Regions from separate parts of the Bombyx mori genome. Here region 2 is linked to region 1. The links are chromatin contacts, called in public Hi-C maps. All regions are on one chromosome and are shown on one strand. Each heading gives the region's core, a stretch centred on a gene start, on an enhancer-like site or on the middle of the called end of the contact. The rest is flanking DNA. Distances are from core to core; before and after follow the strand shown. Region 1 holds the start of LOC732919 (mitochondrial single-stranded DNA-binding protein). Region 2 holds the start of Aly (aly protein).

Region 1 (6,600 bases), core at 1,450-3,949:
TTATTGAAAATTCTCTAAAGAAATTTTGGTTTGAATTAAGCTGGACGTATAATTTATTGTTTGGAAGTGATTTTTGCAAATAAAAAAATAAGAAAAGAGAAGTAATAAAACAGACAATATAATATCACAATTTATAGGTGATTTATTATATTAATGTAGTTTGCTGTCATAGCAATAGAAGTCTAGCAATTCTATCCATATCTCATCTACAAAACAGTTTGTCACAGGGCCTAACCTGTAAATTCACTATGGACTCGTTTTAACAACAAAAGATACTACACAAGCTAGAACATATAAACACTAAAATACTTTAGTCCTAAATTAAATTTTTTTTAATAGCAAAGCTAATGTTTTCGCTTTAACATAACTAATTACATTTACTAAAAGAACTACTGAAATAAATATAGAGACAATAAAAAAATTACTCCCAAAAATAACAGGGCGTCATGGTTCTCATCGTCAACTTTGCGAAGCACATGTGTAAAATGGCGTCAAGAGAGTATTTGAATGAATTTAGCAAACAATTAAGGAATAAGCTTATGGAACGAATTTAAATAAAGGTCAAAACACGAAATTAAGGCAAGTTTTAAGAACGATTGAACACTCGACTAACACCGGAACATTAAACATTTTGTTGATATCGTTTACATTGTATTTACTTACCTTGCGTTTTTCCAAATTACGAATTTTATGCTCAATAATCGTCATAATTTGTCGAATTGGTGTATCCTTATCCTCCGAAGAGGCCGGCTTTTCAGATTTTGCATTAGCAGCTGAAGGCATCCTTCACAGGCAACAACTTTTCTTGGATTGCGTCGTGGGTTAGAAGATAGAGATAGAAATTTCTATCTGTCACTCCCAGCAAAAGGACGCAAGTCGTAAGTTTTTTGGAATTTTGCTATATGGCAATACCTACTTTAACCATTCAGCTCAGGATCGTTGAGGTTTTTTGTTTTGATTATTTCGTAAGGCAAAAAAACAATACACCAGTTTGATGTCTTGTTATTTCGGTTTAATAATGAACACACACACGAAATGCGTGTGTCGTTTGTTTAAGAGGGAAAGAGAGAGAAAACGCAAGGAGTAAATTGGTGTGAATTTTTTGGTTTTGTACATTTAGTATTTCCTCAGGGTTAAAAGTCTATTAATGATACCTGTTTAGCATGTGAAAGTGCGCAAGTCAGGCAGAAGTCGGTAGACATGGCTTCTCAAGTACTAGAAAGCCCAGTCAAGTCTCAGCATATTCTTACTATATTACTGTGACATTATTTCTAATCTTCTTAACTCGTTTCTTCTTCTTGTTTTTTAAAGTACTTATGAATTAAGTGTTTATAAAGGTAACAATAGCATCGCAAGAAGAGTCAAAATATTGAAAAAAATAAGAAGTGATTATAATTCCAATATTCCGACTTTTTTATTTAGATCGTTTTTTTCTGTTATTCTCCGAAGAACAAAAATAGCTTCGTACTATTATAGTTACTAATAATTAGGAGGAAATAGATTAAAATTGAAATTAACAACGGCTACTTTTATTTTACACACCACATATTAATTGAATTGCATTAAATCTCATTTTATGCAGACGTTAAAACTAGTACATATTATTAAAACTAAATTTTGTTAATGGTGTTTTGTTTGTTTTACCTATACCTATGCCTAATTTATTATATGGTTGTTTTGTATTGCTGGTTTCCAAATCAATAATGAAATAAATATGTACATGAGTATTTAATTAAAAAGGTCTTAGATAAAGGTTCTTGTTCTTCTCTTTTTTAATATGCCATAGTATGCCAATTGGTTTCTTTCAATGCCATTATTGCCAGCATTATGTCTAAATTCAATATATTAAATGTTTTAAATATTACAAGTAGAACATTTCCCTTCCTTTGAAATATTTGGGCCTATTTGGCGGGAGCGCGAACTGTGTGAATTGTTTTATTTTGTTACTTTAGCATTTCTTCAGGCTTCAACGTGTAACAAATGTAACTGTTTAACATTTGTGAAAATGCACAAATGTGAAAAAATTAAACAAATTCGCGTTCGTAGCTTCTCGGTTCTTACAAAAAGTTAATTAAAAAATCTCATTAAAATAGACTTGGTTTAAAGCTGCAGTTACCAAGCCATAAAATCATTTAAAAAAACAAATTGTTATATTTGTAATCTATGAAGGACTTTTTGGCGGGAACGCGAGGTGTCAAGCTGTGCGATTTGTTCTATTTTGTCTATTTAGTGTTTCTTCAGCTTTAAATGTGTAATAACGGTGGTTTCTTAACTGTTTAGTATCTCTGAAAGTGCACAAATGTGGGAAAATGAAACAAAGCCGTTGGAAGTAACTTCTCGAGATCCTCCAAAAAGTCCACTGAAAAAATTTCAGTAAATGACCACCATTTTACTGAGATTACATTTCATCCCATATCATCTTATCTCATTTCATTTAATTTCATCCCAGTTGATTAATGTCTCGGGTTAATTATCTTCATTTCATTTCATCCCATTTCATTTCACTCCATATTATCATTTTTCATGAAAATAAGAATTTAAATTAAAATAAGACATGACTTAAAGGTCTTAGTTACCAAATCATAAAATACCCTAAAAAAAATATCACTGTATTCGGGCAAGGTTATGAGTTTAAAATACGATTTTTGTTAGGAACTTACTACTACAGAACTGCCTACTTTATAATTTAGTTTGCGAGTAAAGTTCTATTCTATTAGTATCGGTTAGTAGACCCAGATAATAATATTGTTACGCATTCTCACTTCTCTGTCAGTTTTCACTGTTTAGTAGAAAAATAAATAGTGTTTTATTAACTAAAATGTTAAGCTCGATCAGGGTAAGTTTTCGGGAAATGTAATTTACTCTAAACCATACATATTTTTGTTTTGTGTTTATTCAGATAATGAAATTCAATTTCCATACAAATCCACTTTGTTCTACATAATATAACACACAACTGTATACATACAATACAAATGTATTTGTCAATTTTCAGACACCTACGTTGATTCGAGTATTTTTTGGCGGTCAGCGTCTACATACATCAGTAGCACGACTAGAAGGACAGAAAAACGAAAAAAGTAAGCATCCAATAAACATGAAAGTTTTTAGTTTTTTAGGTTACTTGTTGATATTCGCAGACCAAATACATTCAATCAAGATATGCTTAACCGTATTAAAGTAATATACGCTCTTCCCTATAGGTGAATTGTATGTAATCGTTCCGCGGTATCGGTTCGTGAATACGTTAACAATAATTAAAATCACTTTATGCACTTAAATACACATTCACACACATAATGGTTGGCAGTGACTTGGCTGTGCCGCTAGCAATGCTGACGTCCGTGAGCGACGGTAACCACTTACGATCAAATGGGCCGTATGCTCGTCTGCCTGCAAAGGCAATAAATACATGTTGAAGTTTTTACGGCCTAAAGATAAGTCGCCCAATGCATTCATATCTAGAATTGTAGCCGTGTAGATGTTGGAATCAATTGTTCTGATGAAATACTGTCTGAATAAATGTTAATGAATGACTTCCACGGTGAAGGAATAACATTGTGTAATTAAAATCAAAGTTGCTAAAATTATGGTTTGAGTTATACTGGTGGTAGGGCATCTTGTGAACCTAGTTATTGTCTATGGGATCTGGTGACCACTTTACTGTAGGTGAGCCGTGAGCTCGTCCACCCATCTAAGAAACAAAAAAAGTGTTACAACAAATCAAATAAAATAAAAACTTGATGTAGATGATTGAGTGTTAATAAATTAGGTTGACAACTATTTCTCATGTTTATAAATGGAATATATATGCATTACAGCCATCAATCAAGTGACACTTTTGGGAAGAGTTGGTGCAGATCCTCAAAAACGTGGTTCTGAAGAACATCCTGTAATAAATTTTCCTCTTGCAACACATTACAGCTACAAATATGAATCTGGTGATATACTGCAAAGAACAGATTGGCATAGAGTGAGTATATTCAAACCTGGGTTACGAGACACTGTCTATAAATATTTAAAGAAAGGTCAAAGAATTTATGTAACTGGAAAATTATCTTATGGAGAAGTAAAATTGGATGACGGGCAAGTGAGAACAGCCTCAACTGTTATTGCTGATGATGTTATATTTTTTCAAAGCACACCTTATGAATCTGAACAATAAAGGCCATAATATCATTTGCAATGAAATGTCATTGCAAGAGATTTGCAAAACAAGCATTTAGTGATTAATAAGTGTTGAAGTTATATTTTGTACAAACCAAAAACCCATCAGTAACCATTCAATTAAATTGAATTTAGTCTTATAAAATGACTTTTAATTTGAGTTACCAAACATTATCATATTATTATGGTGTATCAGTGAACAGTTTCTTGCATTTATAATTTGTCTATTAAATGTTTATGCTATGGTTAATTAAAGGAACATAGGAATTATTTTATCGACATAGAAGTTACGCATCTTGATTTGAAGGCTTGACACTGCTGTTACACTACACGATTGAGATTTAAATGTCATCTATCAAGCTGCCTAGCAGTATTTACCTTGTATTGACAACTTACAGTTATTCATCAACCCATTAACTAGTGGGCCAAGAGCTCATTTATCTCATCTGTGTAATAAAACCATTATTTGCTGTTTACAGCCACAGTGAGCTTTTTTTAAGTCATCAGTCTTTTAGTCCATTATTAGGTTTGAATTGTGTACATGCTCTAAGTCCATTTTCACATAAAATACAAATTTTTTTTTAGCTAAACTATGTTAAACTCATAGTTTGGAGTATGTCTGTTACATGCCAAAAAAATAATTACATTACATCTGTAAGTACATTAAATTCAAATATCTAACAGGTTGTTGGCTTCGTCTAATAATTTCTTGAACACAGTGATTGATGAATTTCTGATATTTGATATATATGGATCTGATGTAATTAGAAGGCCATGAAATACATCTGCATTCGTTGCAGACCTAGAGCACTTTCTAGCGTGATGTAATCTGACTATTTTTTAAAGACCACCTGCTGTTAAGTGGTTACTGGAGCCCATAGACATCTACAACATAAATGTCGCCACCTACCTTGAGATATGGGTTCTTAGGTTTCAGTATAGTTACAACGGCCACCCCACCCTTCAAACCGAAACGCATTACTGCTTCACGACAAAAATAGGCAGGATGGTGGTACCTACCCGTGCGGACTCACGCGAGTTTCTACCACCAGTAAAAATGTAATCTTTGTAAAAAATTGAAATCTTTATTACGAGATTCTTGGGCATCCTCAGATAAAAGACCAATAGGCAGAACAGCAAAATGTCTACTTATACTTCCCCTGTGTAGAAATATCTTATGTACTGATGAAGGCATGTTATACCACATTTATTTTGTAACACAATTGTACAGTAGCGTAAGTATATTATTCGCCGAAATTTTTCTGTATTTACTGCAATGCCGTATACCAAAGTCTGAAGGATTATATAGAATCTTTTATTAAGATCCTCTTCAAACTCCTGTAATTTCTGAAGAACAATAGTACTTCTCAAAAAATGGTCGAGCTGTATTGCCATCGTTACTATTTCCACTCCCTTGTCGGGGTTTATCAACATTTAATCCCATTCGGCTTCGAAATAAACTTGTACAAGTTTCTTCTTGTCTTCTTAAATTTTTTCTCTTCCGGAGTTCTTCTCAGCTCATTTTTGAAATGAAATGATTATATGAAATGTGTAAAATCAACTCCTAGGTGCATGGAGTTGATTTTACACATTTCATATAATGCACCTAGGAGTTGATTTTACACATTTCATATAATCTTCCACGCATGAAGCGTAGATAAACCGTACTCGTAAGCACTCATATTATTTGGCTTTGATTCAATTTTTACCAATTTATTCATTTCGCTTGGTCTAGCCCCACTCACTGTGCACACAGCTCCAGAGCTCGTATCAGTTACAACTTATGCGACTTTTCTATAAAACCATAGTTAAGAATAGCTCGTGACTTATTTTAATTACCACATTATCTTTGCGCGTCTTAGAAATTTCCTAATTATTAATTTGACCACGAATATCTCCAACCACTGAACGGGTTTTTCTAGCGTTTCTTTTGCAAATTCCATCAAAATTGGTCGGCAATATCGAATAGACGAGCAAAATAGATTTTACCAAAGAATCTAGTTTGTTTCTATACCAGTCAGCTTTATTGGTACCAGAGCCGCTATAAATAAGATTACGACTAGGTCACTTTCATCCGTTAAAATTTGTTTGTATTCTCTTTGTCCCGATGAACCATCACATCCCCATTTAGTAAATAATTTAAGATTTCTCCTTATTGGTTTGTAAACATTCTCAATTTTTTAAATAAGAGATGTAGTATGATCCAGCAAGTCTTGTAGTTTTACTTTAGCGCTTGTATCGGTTACTTCAATGCTAGACGGTGGAGGATAACACTTTTTTCTGCGTCATTGACCGTAACTCAGGCTGCAATGCGAGGTTCCTGCAACAATGTTTTTTGCGATTACTTTTTGATTTCTATCCCAATTCCGGAACATTTCAACAACAGAAGCTTATTCGACTTCTCCTCCAGACCGCAATCCTTGGACATATGCG
Region 2 (6,915 bases), core at 186-2,685, 910 kb after region 1:
ATTAGCTTGATTTGCAAGATCAGAACATCCAATCAAAGGATCTCCTTGCGAATTTTTCTGTATTGGTGAATACAAACTGAGTAGATCTTGAATTACTTTTCTTGGTCTAAAACGTTGCGTTATACTTGTCAGACAAATAGTATCAGGTGGTTCATTTGACAATACTTCATAATCAGGTACTGAATGTGTGCCCAATTTAGGTCTTTCAAAAGTTATCCTATATGTGTTATTAGATGTATCAACAGCATCGATGCATCCAGTGAACAATCCATCCTGTGGTCGACGTAGTCTAGCAGTAACTTTAGTACCAACTACTAATTGCATTGGTATTTCGGTTGGTAAATCTTTGACACACACATCAGCCGATTTTTGCTGTTGTACATATCGAATCAATTTCCTCTTTCTTTCCAATTCTTTCCGCTCCTCATCAAAAAATGCTTGAGAACATCGTCGAGGCTTTCCCATCATTCTTCTGATTTTTGACCATTGTGTTCTAGTTAACTTTCTGTTGGTCAATTGTGGAAATGATTCTTTTAAGCAAATCATAAAATCATTTTCACCATCAAATAATACTTTATCAATATTACTATAAAAGTATTCAAAACACACCCACTTGTGAGCCTTGGGTAGCTTCAATAAATTTCTAAGTCGCATGCCAATTCGATGACCTGATTTATTGTCTTGCATTTGGATGCCTACAGAATCTACCTTATCATTCCTCTCTGTAGCCTTTTGAACTTTTATTGGAGATTTTTGTTTTTTTGCACTTGGTGGTTTATTAGGCGTTTTGTTAAGTATTTTTGGAGTCTTTTTTGGAGACTGTCGTGGAGGTGACGTGTTCACAAAATCGTCAACAAAAATGAACCTATTTTTCTTTCTGATCCTAGCGGGCATTCCCCTTGCATTAAGTTTTTGAACTGGCTCACTTGGAGCTGGTTTTGGCGGCAATTTTGTACCAACTCTATGCAAGCCCAATGCTGCAGGTCCGAATGCTGGAGGTTCTTCTTCTTCTTCTTCCGGAAAATCCATTTCCATTGGCTCATCTTTAACCTTTTGGAGTGATCTTGGTGGAGTTGATAATTCGTCATACTCTCCTGAAAGTAACAATAGTAATATTTATGTATGTACTACAAAATAAATAAATTATACATTATTCAAAATACGTATCGATTGCAAAGTAGATTTTGATTAGAATTCTAAATTTCAAGTAACTTGCAATGACATTCTGTACAAAATTTGAATTTTTTCAAATTTTGAATCGAGCGAAACCTAAATTTAAAATAACAAATAAATGAACGCGATTCGCTGTCTTGCATGAAGCCCATCTCTTCAAGTATATCTTATACTCGAACTGTAAGTTTAATTTAGAGGGTTTTATTTACCAACTCTTTCAATAAAAACGAATTTATTAACTTACTTTCTGATTTATCCGCCATATTGATGTCGATTGTGATTTGTTACTTTGAGTGCTGAATGGCTAGAATTCAAGCGCCAACACTGTTACGTTCGGATATACCAGAAACGTGTGCATCGGTGAAAGCTGCAAAATTTCAAAATCAGATGCAATACCTAAAATTAAATTTCGTTTGTCACATCAAAATGTATGGCAAATGTTTTCTATGAAGCTTTCGACGTGGCCCTTTAATTAAATGAATGTATTATGTATTTTAGCGTCGTTTATTGAACCGCACATTTTCGCTGCTTCACCCTTCACCACATCATGTGTCTTTTAGACAGCTAATTGACTAATTGACTATGTCCCTGGTATTGATGACGTCCATGAGCCTCTGTGATCACTCACCATCAAGTGGTATAGTGATGTATGTTTCCAAACAAAGAGAAAATCTAACTCATAGTGTGTTCATCAGAACAGAGTTTTGGGCCGGAATTTATTTATTAAGTAAATTGGAATAAAATCATTGAATGTGACTTCTTGGGTTCTTCTAAAACTGCATTTAACTATCAGTAAATTAGCGACATTTTAATGACAGATTATTTCATTTCATCTCACTAACGGCTACACTTTTTTAATTTTTTAGCTATTTTTACTTTATCCAAATATAAAAAGCTTAGCTCGATTTTACTTTTTGTACAACAAAAATGGCCTTCATTATAAAAGATTTGGCAGCATATACCACGTTCCCTTCGATGACAAATCGAATAATGTAAAAACGTCAAATACCACTGTGCCATAGAGTTACTATTCTAACCTTATTAACTCCATGCACTGTGCTGTGACCATAGACCTATATAGTAGGGACACGACATATTGTTCTATACGTACAATTGCTTATATAAATAGCACCCATTTTGAAGGTACACACCATGGAGTTAATAAGTACCTACAACTGGAGTGCTGTCTAATGCCGAGAAATCGGTCTCGAAAGAGAATACTTTTTGGTCGCGGTGTCCTTGTCTAATGTGGTGACCATATAAAATTTATTTATAGGACAAAATTATACACATGCATCAGTTTTGAATTTACCTTAAGTAATTCTGTGTAGCCCTATGTAAATACAAAACACATGCTTGCAACAGTTTATTTATGTAAATTCAATTCTAAACATTGCTTCGTCGTCATGGTGACTTTTTCTCGACGTTTTTTTTTTGGAAATTGCTGCGTTGTCGAAAATCTAGCACTGAGTTTTATTACAAACATTATTACCTCAGTTCTATTACTTAAACTTCCTCAAACTCATGTTTAACGTCCGAATACTCAACCGCGACTTAAATATTATGTTGAACTTAATTACGCAATTCCTACTTTAATGTACTGGCTAAGTGGGCCGTGCAAATTAATATTTGACACTGCAACACACATGGTCTGCGCGTATCGGGTGCTCTTTTCCTACATTCACATCTTCAATTGATTTAAAATTGCTTGTATTTTTACTTCTGTGCTATTTTCATGACACGTGTATAATATTAAGTCTACTAGTTACATTTTAGGAAATAAAATACAATGGGTAATAAAATGAAATGAACTGAAATTCATTTATTTGTTATATGTAGACAATTAAATAACTCTTAAATGACAAGTCAATACACATAACACAATACACATAGTACTTGATCTCTATTTACAAAATATTGATTATATTATTATTATTAAGTTCAGTTAATTTTCTGTAGTCTTATAATATAATATTTCCTATATTTTATGCAAATTCTTTTTTTTCAACGAAATACATAATTTATTTTAATCAATATCTAAGTGGACCATGAGTATCATTAAAATTTCGCAATTTAAATTTCAATTCAATTAAAAATCGCCGTTTTTCTTTAATAAATCTAAAATCGACTTTATATTTACAATCACTATTTCGCGACTTTTAAGTTTTTGTTTCAAAACCTTAACATCTTGTCGTAATTTTGCTTTTCTCGGGGTATTTTTTATTTCTTGCGTTTGAATACTAGATTCCTCTTGTTTGACCTTTACATAGGACATTTTCCAGAAATTCCAACGTCATATTTACTAGAAGATCCTCCTCGTTCGCTTAACGTCAGGCAAATGATATACATGCTTGCGTGCGACGTTATTCAATACAATAAAAAAAGTTCAAAAAATACCACGTGATGGCTCTTGTAATATGAAAAATACATTGCAAAATTATAGTTTTTCACGATTGTTTTTTCAAATTTCGTATATGACATAGATTAAGTACAATTTACAAGACAAATGGTATTAAATATTATAATGAGAAAAAATATCTCACATTTTAAAAATATATGCTCACACTAGTAAAAATTTATCAATGAATGTGACATATGGAAGGATATTCCACAAACTGGAGATGATTCTCGCTTACAACCACTTACAATACAAGTGTTCACCATGATTACACGGAAACTTTCACGATTTTCGAAAAAAAACAAGCCACAAGCTGTATCAGTGCCCTTTTAACTTCGAACTACAAACGTAAATAGACGCCATTTTTCTTTTGATCCATTCATAGCTCTTTTTCGGTGATGCCAACAATTAATCTGGCTTCCCACCAAATTCAACATGTAAACCATTAGAAATCTACGTACCTACCGTTAAAATTTCCATTAAACAGAGTTCTTACTATTATAGAACAATAATTATTTTGTTAATGAGTTTTATTAATATATGATGTTCTATTAAAAATCAATATATATATATCATATAATCAATATTTCTTATATAATTTATTTTAATAAATTGTCATCATCAGAAACTAATTTCACCATAACTTTGTACGTTTCTTTTGAACCAATTTAATTTTTGACGTTGATGGAAATTCTAAATTGTCGCAACATTTTCTAGTTAAGTATAAGTCACATCGTTTAAATAATATTATTTATATATATTATTGTCCTAAAATGTTTAAAATCCTGTAAAGTGGATTGATTTTAACCTTTTCGATAATTTTCAACAACGCCCAAGCTACTAAAAAATCCACTAACCACTAAAAGCCATTTTTGATAAATAAGACAGGGGTCCAAATTACGAGATTTTGTGGAAAATCCTCTAAGCTAGCAACACTGCTTTTTGTTTGTAAAATGTACGAGAGGGACACCACCACTTAATAATCATTCTCTTTTCAGACCGTTTTTCCTTACATCTTTTGCTATTCAAAAATAAACTTTATGCCATAGAGATAAAGTATATTTTTAGTTTTTATGTCAAACGAAGTAAGCACTCCAGTTAGAATAGTAACTCCATGGTACACACATAAACATATATCTATCTCGTTCTTACTCAGCACTTTAACTCGCAGGAAAACAATATAACAGTATTTCAGTGCGTACATAAAATGAAACATGAATATACGTAAATGTCTCCGTCTCCGTCTAATGAGGCCGAAAATCCGCCATGTTCAGCGCGCCAAATGTCATTGTCACGTCAGTTCGGCCGTCTGTTTTGGGTTGTACATTATTTATTGACTTTGATATCGATTTAATATAATTGATTATATAAAATTTCATAATTTATCATGCTTAAAACATACAAAAATAATAATTAAAACGTATTTTATAGGATCTCAAGAAAGTCGATGTCCTAAAACTATTATCTATATGTATTTAAATTCATTATGAAGCCCTCATCCGAAAAATCCATTTTTCGGTCGGAATCTATTGATCATGACACTAATCATAAATACCACTTTAAAATATGTCATCAAAACATATTTAGACATTCTGTTTAGATATTTCGGGAAAAAGGCTACCGACAAAATCTCTTCGGAACTATTTAAATAAAATAGTTTTATTCCGCAGTGAGTAAAACACTATTGTAAATTTGTTAAATATTTAATAATTAAGTGATTTTAGAGAGGAAGTCACAAGGAATGACGTTTGTAATTAATGAATAAATGTTCTGTAGGTGTTTTTCTTTTCACGCGGTCCCTTGATAAGTTTAAAATTTGAATCACTCAAGCGAAAGTGATTCAAATGGTGCAGCGCACCTTCCTTGGGGTGGGCTGCGGTAGTGTGTTACGGACTTTAGAGTCAGCAAAACAATTAAAATAGATTGTAATAGTCTAAGAAAAACACGTACTCAAAATACGATAACATTCAGCATGCTAGAAATGGGCAGATGGCACTGTACTACGCCATATCTTTATGTTTTGCGACAAACGACAACTTTATAAAATCAGTGTAGCAACTTTTAAAAATCATCATATCGTTTACTTGGCAAATTCGAAGGACGAACTTGTCTTAGATTTCACCCATCTAAATCATATCATATTTGCACATAACAATATACCTACTTACTTCCCATTAAAGTATAAATTCTACAAATAAATAATACTCAACAATATTTAAAATAAAATGAGCCAAGAACGTTTATCGATAAAACCTGATAACATTGAAATCTTTTGTACAGCACTAAAGCCGCCATGTTTTGTGGCCAGATGACGTCACAGTGGCACGAAATTTTGTTTGACGTTTCATTTCCATAGGTTTCCTACTTCATTGGCTGTGACCACAAATCATAAAATATAAATACTGTCACAAAAAATGGAAATTTGAAAGTTCGTCGAGAAACATAATTATTAGTTACATGCATGTATTAATATAGTATTTACTTGCAATCAAACAATTGCTTGTACACAAAAATGAAACTCGAAGTATTGTTGACAACTGTGCTAGCGATAAGTTACCTTAAAGTTGAAATCAGCTGTAAGTTTCAATGTATTTTGTAACACGGATATGATTCAAGGTGAAGTGAGAGTTTATTAATGCTGAACTAAATAAAGTACTACGTATGAAATATCATATCGAGTTTATTTTGCGCAAATGAAAACTTAGCAACAGTATTCTAATATTATTAAAAATAATTGCCATTTGAAAAAGAAGCAAACAATCCCTTGCCAAATATTTATACCAAATTCTTTTCCTTGAAATCATAAAATTTTACGGTTTTTTTTTATACTTAACAGGTTTAAGTAGGAGATGTATACAGTGTAGATCTCGAGGAGAGCTTGGGTCATGTGGAGACCCTCTACCCTTTAATATAAGTGACCCTGAAGCAGAACATGGTGTGCATATTACTGCTTGTCCATCTGGATGGTGTGCCAAGAGAATTCAGGGAACCACTGGCACATTTAGAACTGATGGTATGTTTGAAATGAACCTGTAATAATAAAATATGATTAATTGGAAAAAAATAACAAAATCTATTTGTTTTAACTTTGTATTATAAAAAATAAATACACTAGTTTTAAGGTGTTTTTCATAAAATTAAGTAAAACACTTATTCAAGATTAGAATGAAGTACATATTAAATAACCTTAGACAAACTTTAAATAATGCAAATGCACTTTAAGAAGAAGATAACAAGACTACTTGGATTTTTTTAACAAACATTAAATGCTCATTATAGTCCATATTAGTTCTTCCATAGCTGTGGCATACATTAGGCTCATTTAGAATTTTTACCTCTGCTCT

The links. Hi-C and Micro-C count contacts between places; a contact is called where the count stands out from the background.
Region 2: a Hi-C map of middle silk gland shows a contact between it and region 1, with 2.1 times the contacts expected there. The contact joins the promoter of Aly here to the promoter of LOC732919 in region 1. A contact is called at or near these places in 2 of 7 Hi-C or Micro-C datasets (middle silk gland and posterior silk gland).

Annotation. Positions count from the first base shown.
Region 1 is chr13:10,438,789-10,445,388 of ASM3026992v2, forward strand. It overlaps LOC732919 (mitochondrial single-stranded DNA-binding protein), which reads left to right and starts at 2,700. Exons shown (of 3, transcript NM_001046919.1): 1 at 2,700-2,836; 2 at 2,996-3,080; 3 at 3,822-4,229. The coding sequence starts at 2,819. The coding sequence ends at 4,165. It overlaps LOC693083 (glycosyl-phosphatidyl-inositol-anchored protein), which reads right to left and starts at 882. Exons shown (of 4, transcript NM_001046836.1): 1 at 664-882. The coding sequence starts at 783.
Region 2 is chr13:11,351,347-11,358,261 of ASM3026992v2, forward strand. Aly (aly protein) reads right to left here and starts at 1,436. Exons shown (of 2, transcript NM_001167713.1): 1 at 1,418-1,436; 2 at 1-1,094. The coding sequence starts at 1,436. It overlaps LOC101746483, which reads left to right and starts at 5,453. Exons shown (of 3, transcript XM_004927756.4): 1 at 5,453-6,147; 2 at 6,408-6,584. The coding sequence starts at 6,084.